2 separate regions of the Sus scrofa genome follow, and region 2 is linked to region 1. The links are chromatin contacts, called in public HiChIP or PLAC-seq maps. All regions are on one chromosome and are shown on one strand. Each heading gives the region's core, a stretch centred on a gene start, on an enhancer-like site or on the middle of the called end of the contact. The rest is flanking DNA. Distances are from core to core; before and after follow the strand shown. Region 1 overlaps HEMK1 (hemK methyltransferase family member 1). Region 2 overlaps DCAF1 (protein VPRBP).

What was found. HiChIP or PLAC-seq counts read pairs in DNA pulled down with a chosen protein or histone mark.
Region 2: a contact with region 1 is called in an H3K27ac HiChIP or PLAC-seq map of alveolar macrophages. The contact joins two enhancer-like sites. A contact is called at or near these places in 1 of 47 Hi-C or Micro-C datasets (brain) and 1 of 2 datasets of contacts at active chromatin or transcription factors (alveolar macrophages).

Annotation. Positions count from the first base shown.
Region 1 is chr13:33,048,804-33,051,545 of Sscrofa11.1, forward strand. HEMK1 (hemK methyltransferase family member 1) reads left to right here. Exons shown (of 11, transcript XM_021068829.1): 2 at 261-601; 3 at 930-1,021; 4 at 1,321-1,414. The coding sequence starts at 1,322. Among named protein-coding and RNA genes, the nearest start is that of HEMK1, 3.1 kb to the left of the region's middle. Within about 2 kb of position 1,493, at least 27 of the 83 cell types and tissues checked have an H3K27ac peak or open chromatin away from gene starts, as enhancers often do. A contact at or near this core is called in alveolar macrophages, where this site is marked.
Region 2 is chr13:33,673,700-33,676,399 of Sscrofa11.1, forward strand. DCAF1 (protein VPRBP) reads right to left here. Exons shown (of 24, transcript XR_002337541.1): 23 at 1,090-2,700. Among named protein-coding and RNA genes, the nearest start is that of RBM15B, 11 kb to the left of the region's middle. Within about 2 kb of position 1,257, at least 2 of the 83 cell types and tissues checked have an H3K27ac peak or open chromatin away from gene starts, as enhancers often do. A contact at or near this core is called in alveolar macrophages, where this site is marked.

The DNA of each region.
Region 1 (2,742 bases), core at 243-2,742:
CGGGGTCACACCCTCTGGGTCATATAGATCTGTCCAGCCCCCAAGCTTGGGCCCTGACCCACACCAGCCCATTTATTAGCAAGACTAACAAAAAACATGAAGAAAATATCATTGACCAAGACAAGAGAACCCAAATAAGTGGGTCAGGCTCTAAAACAGAGTCAAAGTGATGATAGAGCAAGAGAATGAAGGCAACAGGTCAGTGGGGAGTGGGTCACACAAGGCTCAGCTGCTCTCTTGGTTCTCCTTCCCTGTTCCAGGATAGCCATATCTGAGGACCAGACCTGTGTTGAGGACCCAGAACCTTTGACCTCTCCATCTCCACCCAGCTGAGGCCAGTCACCATCCTCAGCAGCTGACATCACAAGACTTGGGGACCTTGGCGAGTGGTCAAGGAATCTTTACTGAGACGTGAAACTTTGGGGCAGAATGCTGAGGGCCCTCATATCTGCCCTGGGGTGGAGGGGAGGCATTCAGGGCTGTGCCTTCAGCTCGCAGCAACCACATCTGACTCCCACTGGGTTGCTGAGTGCCACAGAGTTGATCAGCCACTGGACAGCAGTCTTTGAGAAAAGGGGTATCCCTGAGGCCCGAGAATCCAGTGAGTACATCGTGGCTCATGTCCTTGGAGCCAAAACAGTTAAGTGCAGTATTGTCCAGAGGGCAGGATATGCGGGGGAGGGAGGACCCTGAGGAAGAAACATCCAGGCTTTTCTACTCCCATGAGAGTGATGAGCTGAGGGTGATGGGATTTTTCCAAAGGAATGTCTTAGGGAGATACTTATTCATACACCCAATAAACTATTAGAGTGTGTGCCAGAAACTAGGGGTTCAGGGGTGACTAAAGTGGTCAGTGTTGGGCCCACTGGCATTGTCCAGAAAAGAACCTGGGTCTGGGGAGCCAACCACTCAAATTCTCTGTGGGGCAGTTTCAGAGTCTGAGGCCAGGACTTTTGACCCAGCCCCTGACCCGCTGGCAGCTGCGGTATATCCAGGAGCTGAGTAGCTACCGATTGCAAAGGTGAGCACCCATGGTCCAAACCTGAGGGTTCTGTGTGGGGGGCAGGGTTCAGATTCCTCCAGCCCCACCAAGTTCCTGGTCAGGAAGGAATAAAGTATCCAAGGACTGGGGAGGTGTTGGGATGAAGGAGTGATGAGAGAGAGGGCATGGTAGTAAATAGGAAGCCCTTGGCTAGGAGTTCCGGGCATAGGAGATGTGACCCTACCAGAAACCTGGCCACAAATGCTATCTCTCAACCTAGACATGTTCTTGTGAGTCGAGGCTCTGGCACTGATGATGACCCTGCTGCCCCTCTGCAGGATGCCGGTGCAGTACATCCTTGGTGAGTGGGACTTTCATGGGCTCAGTCTGAAGATGGTGCCCCCAGTGTTTATCCCTCGACCAGAAACAGAGGTAAGTGTGCCACCAGGACTAGGCAGGATGGGGATTAAAGGGATTCAGGGCACCTGTCTTTGTCCCAGGATTCCACCAGGGGGCGCTGGAACCCCATGACTGCTGTCCTTTAGAGGCAGTGACCTTCCTGGTTGGTTGGGTAGGTGAGGCCAAGAAGAAAGTCCCTGCTGGTTTCCTTAACTGTCCTCACATTCCCAGCTACTGCCCCAGCCCCCAAGTGAGCAGTGGCTCAGAGTATCCCAACTAGTGCTGTCTACCAAGTGTTCAGCCTGTACCTGTCATTTCATTAGGAGCTGTCTCATACGCCTATAGCCTACCCAAACCATGGGAAACAAGTGCCCCTCTCCTCCTCAGGAGGCCTGGGTGTGGTGGAGAGGGCTCCAGTTGGACATCTGGAGGCCTGGTACGGCTTTGTGACTTCGGGTGGGTCACTGCCCCCTCCGGGTCCAGGTGGTGAGAGGGTTGGGCCTCCAGACGAGGGAATTGGTAGGGTCCTTTTATCTTTTACATCTACTATCTAGTCAGGTAATTGCCCGTGTCTCTCAAATTACTAGGATGGGGGAATGTGTATTCCCAGCATGCTGTCTCTACATGAATCACCCTTATTCTAGGAAAGATGCTTTCTATGGCCCTTCCTGGGCTTCCCCCTGACCTTGTAAGTGGCAGAGCTGGGAGCCAGAGAAAGCAGAGCAGGTGGGGGGTGGGGTGGGGCTGGCGGGCAAGCCAAAAGGCACCAGGTTCCGAGAAGAGGTGTTTCTAGAAAGGCACGCACATTCCTGGGAGCAATCAGACCTGCCCCAGCCATGGACCTGGAGCCCCTCCTCACTTTCCCAGCCCTCTCCACCAGCCAAGAAACCCTCTGACCCCACTTGCCCCCTACATCATGTGGCTGGGAGACCAGGTCCTTGCCTTACTGGCCAGTGTCAGGACAGGGAAAGTGGCGAGTCAGACCTTGCCAAAGTCACAGGGCTGCCATGGCAGAGAACATGGGGACAGCACTTGGATATCCTGACTCCTGGATCAGGGCCTCCTGCCTCACACAGGGCTGCCCCTTTTGGGATGGGATGGGCTAGGACAGCTGCAGAGACTCAGAGCAGGGTGTGGCCTGCTGCCTGCAGGCTTTAGAAAGGCCAGCCTGTGGCCCCTCCACACATGCGACCTCTGGCTAGGAGGTCACTCATTATCCCCTAGGTGGCCAAGGATCAGGGCATGGGAGGGAAGCTACCATGATGACCTTTGAGTCCCCTCAGAGCTGACCTGGCATCAACCGTGTCTGAGTGTGAACTTCCGGCTTCCATGTGGGCACCTCCCTCCCTTTCCTGGGTGGG
Region 2 (2,700 bases), core at 7-2,506, 620 kb after region 1:
AAGCCCTGAGGGCAAAGGCGGTTGAAGTTACAGTCAATCCCTGCCACGTTTAACCTGTTGCTCCACAACATACAGGCTTAGAGGGTGGCGGGTGGGAAGCAGAACTGACCAGAAAAGAGAAACATGACGACCTCAGAATGAAGGTGTTTCTCTTCCTAGGGCTGGGCTTCTGCATCTGAAATCAGTCACTGGGTCTCTGTGGGATCCAAGGCCTATGGCAAGGTTATGTGGGGGGTATGGGGGTGTGGTTTTCTATCCATCACAATGGTTTTCATCATATCTTAAAAGAGCTCCTTAAGCCTCAAAAGGTTAGAGCTAATGCTCTCGATGATGAGTGTGAAGCAAAGTATCAGCAAACCAAGGGTATAGAGAGTGCTCCCTCTGTCTGCTCTGTTGCAGGCTACCATCAGTCTCTAAAACAGAGCAATGGGGTACACACTGCACATGCCACTTCTACATCGCCTCCTCAATTCTAGAGCCCAAACTGACATGTCCTCAAATTGTCAGCTACAAGGGCATTTTTCACAAATTTTTATAAATACTCCCAACGAAGTTAAAGGCACATCCTCATTGCTGACAGAATGAGGGTTTTCCAGATTACCTCTTAAGCTTGAAGGAATTTCTTAAAGAGTCAAAGACTAATAAAAGAAGCAGGAATTTTACAGGCCAAATACAAATTTAATTTATATTCAAACTGAAAATGGAAAAATCAGCAATCCTTTTAGGTCAGAGGTACCAGCTGCCCCCCAACCTACCTTACTATAATTGGAGGAAAACAGAACTTGTGCACCACATGTTACAGATGACAAAAAAGTTCAGTAAAACTTTCCCTTTTGGGGGGGAAGGGGGACACTCTGAGGCATATGGAGCTCCCAGGTCAGGGATCAGATCCAAGCTGCAGCCACAGACCAGGGCACGGCTGCGCTAACGCCAGATCCTTAACCCACTGTGCTGGGCTGGAGATTGAACCCGCATCCCAGTGCTCTCAAGACACTGCTGATCCCACTGCACCACAGCGGGAGTTCCAAAACTTTCCCTTCTGTTCCCATCAATATTGTCATGTGTCCCTTGCCCCTCAGTCCCTCTTACCTGGCTCTCTGACCATGGCCAGGGACAAGGCCAGTCCTCCTTCACTGAATCACCTCAACCTCCAAGTACAAAAAAATGGAAGTTGGCAAACAGCAGATGGGCAGACATGAGGCACTCCCTCCCAGCCCCACAGAGCTTCCTCAAAATACAACTGTGGCAAGAGGCCTTACGAAAGAAGGACAGTCTCCCCTAAGCCAAACTGCCTTCAATCTTGAGGGCTAGAAGCATGTATGAGATTTATCCCAAAGAAAATGGTTTCATGTCACTGGAACAGGAGAAATCTTTCACCCCATATGCTTTAATATCTGCCGCCACCTCCCCTCCCCTCTCCTACCACACAACACACTCCCTCTTCCCACCCCACTGCTGTTCCCTACCACCAACACCAGTGGTTATGAAAACCAGGCATCTACTCTGAAGAGGCTTGGCATTTGTTGGGCCTAGGCACAACAGACATTTCTGTAACAATGTAAATGCTCTATATCTGTGCTATTCAATGTGGTAGTAGTGCACTTGAAGTGTGGACATGAAAATGAAGTGAATTTTTAATTAAAATTTTAATGGCCACACTGGCTACACTATTAGGCATAATACCTACCACGGCTGTGAGAATGCTGGCCAGGTTATTAAATACATGAAAAATGGCTGGATATCACAGGGATTGCTCCCCAGTCAGGCAGGGCAGCACTAGGAAGAACCAGGGCCAGAGTAAGCATGAGTCTGTCAACAGTGACAGGTGTGACAGTGATGCTGCCCAATATGTCCTCTTAAAACATGCACAGTACAGCTGCAGAGCTCACTGTCTCTTAGAACCATTATCTGATTTACTCAGGATCCATCAGTATAAGCAGGGGATGATGGACTTCAAAAACTGTACTACTGGGAAAGTACCAGAAAAACTGGAACTTGTTCTTCAGGAAAAGAAAAAGGAAGAAAAAAAGGGGGGGTGCAGTTTACACAACAGAAGGAGAAAGATTTGTCCCCGGGTCTTTAAGGACTAGGCAAAAGCAAATGCAAAAGGGCTCCAACCCACAAAAGGGCTTTTATTTCTTTATAACTTAGAAAGGAGCAGGTACAGCACCTCCATGAGCAGCTGCATCCAACGATGCCAGCCTGCCTCTCCGGAGAACTACACTTTGCCCTTCCATTCGAAGGTTAATCCTCTGAAGCTGGGGTCAACAAACTACATACAGCCCATGGGCCAAACCAAGCCCCACTACCTATTTTTGTAAATAAAGTTGTATTTGAACACAGCCACATCATTTATATCTTGTCTCTGGCTGCTCACACACTACAACAGCAGAGCTGAGTAGATGCAAGAGAGACCATATGGCCCACAAAGCCAAAATTACTTATAGTCCAGCCCTTATGGAAGTCTGCCAACCTCCTTTAAAGAGATAACAGCCACTTGGTTATCTAGTCGTCATGAAAGTGTGCACAGGATCAGAAATATGAAACTGCTTTTCCTCGAGGAGTCAGAACCCTGGTGTGGCTTGTCCTCTGGGCTAGGCTAGCACAGGGAAGGAACCTTTCCCTGGGTACCAAGGTTTAGCCCCATGGTCAGCCCTAGACTTACTGTCCCCCAGGATCAGTTCCACTTCCTCATCTGCA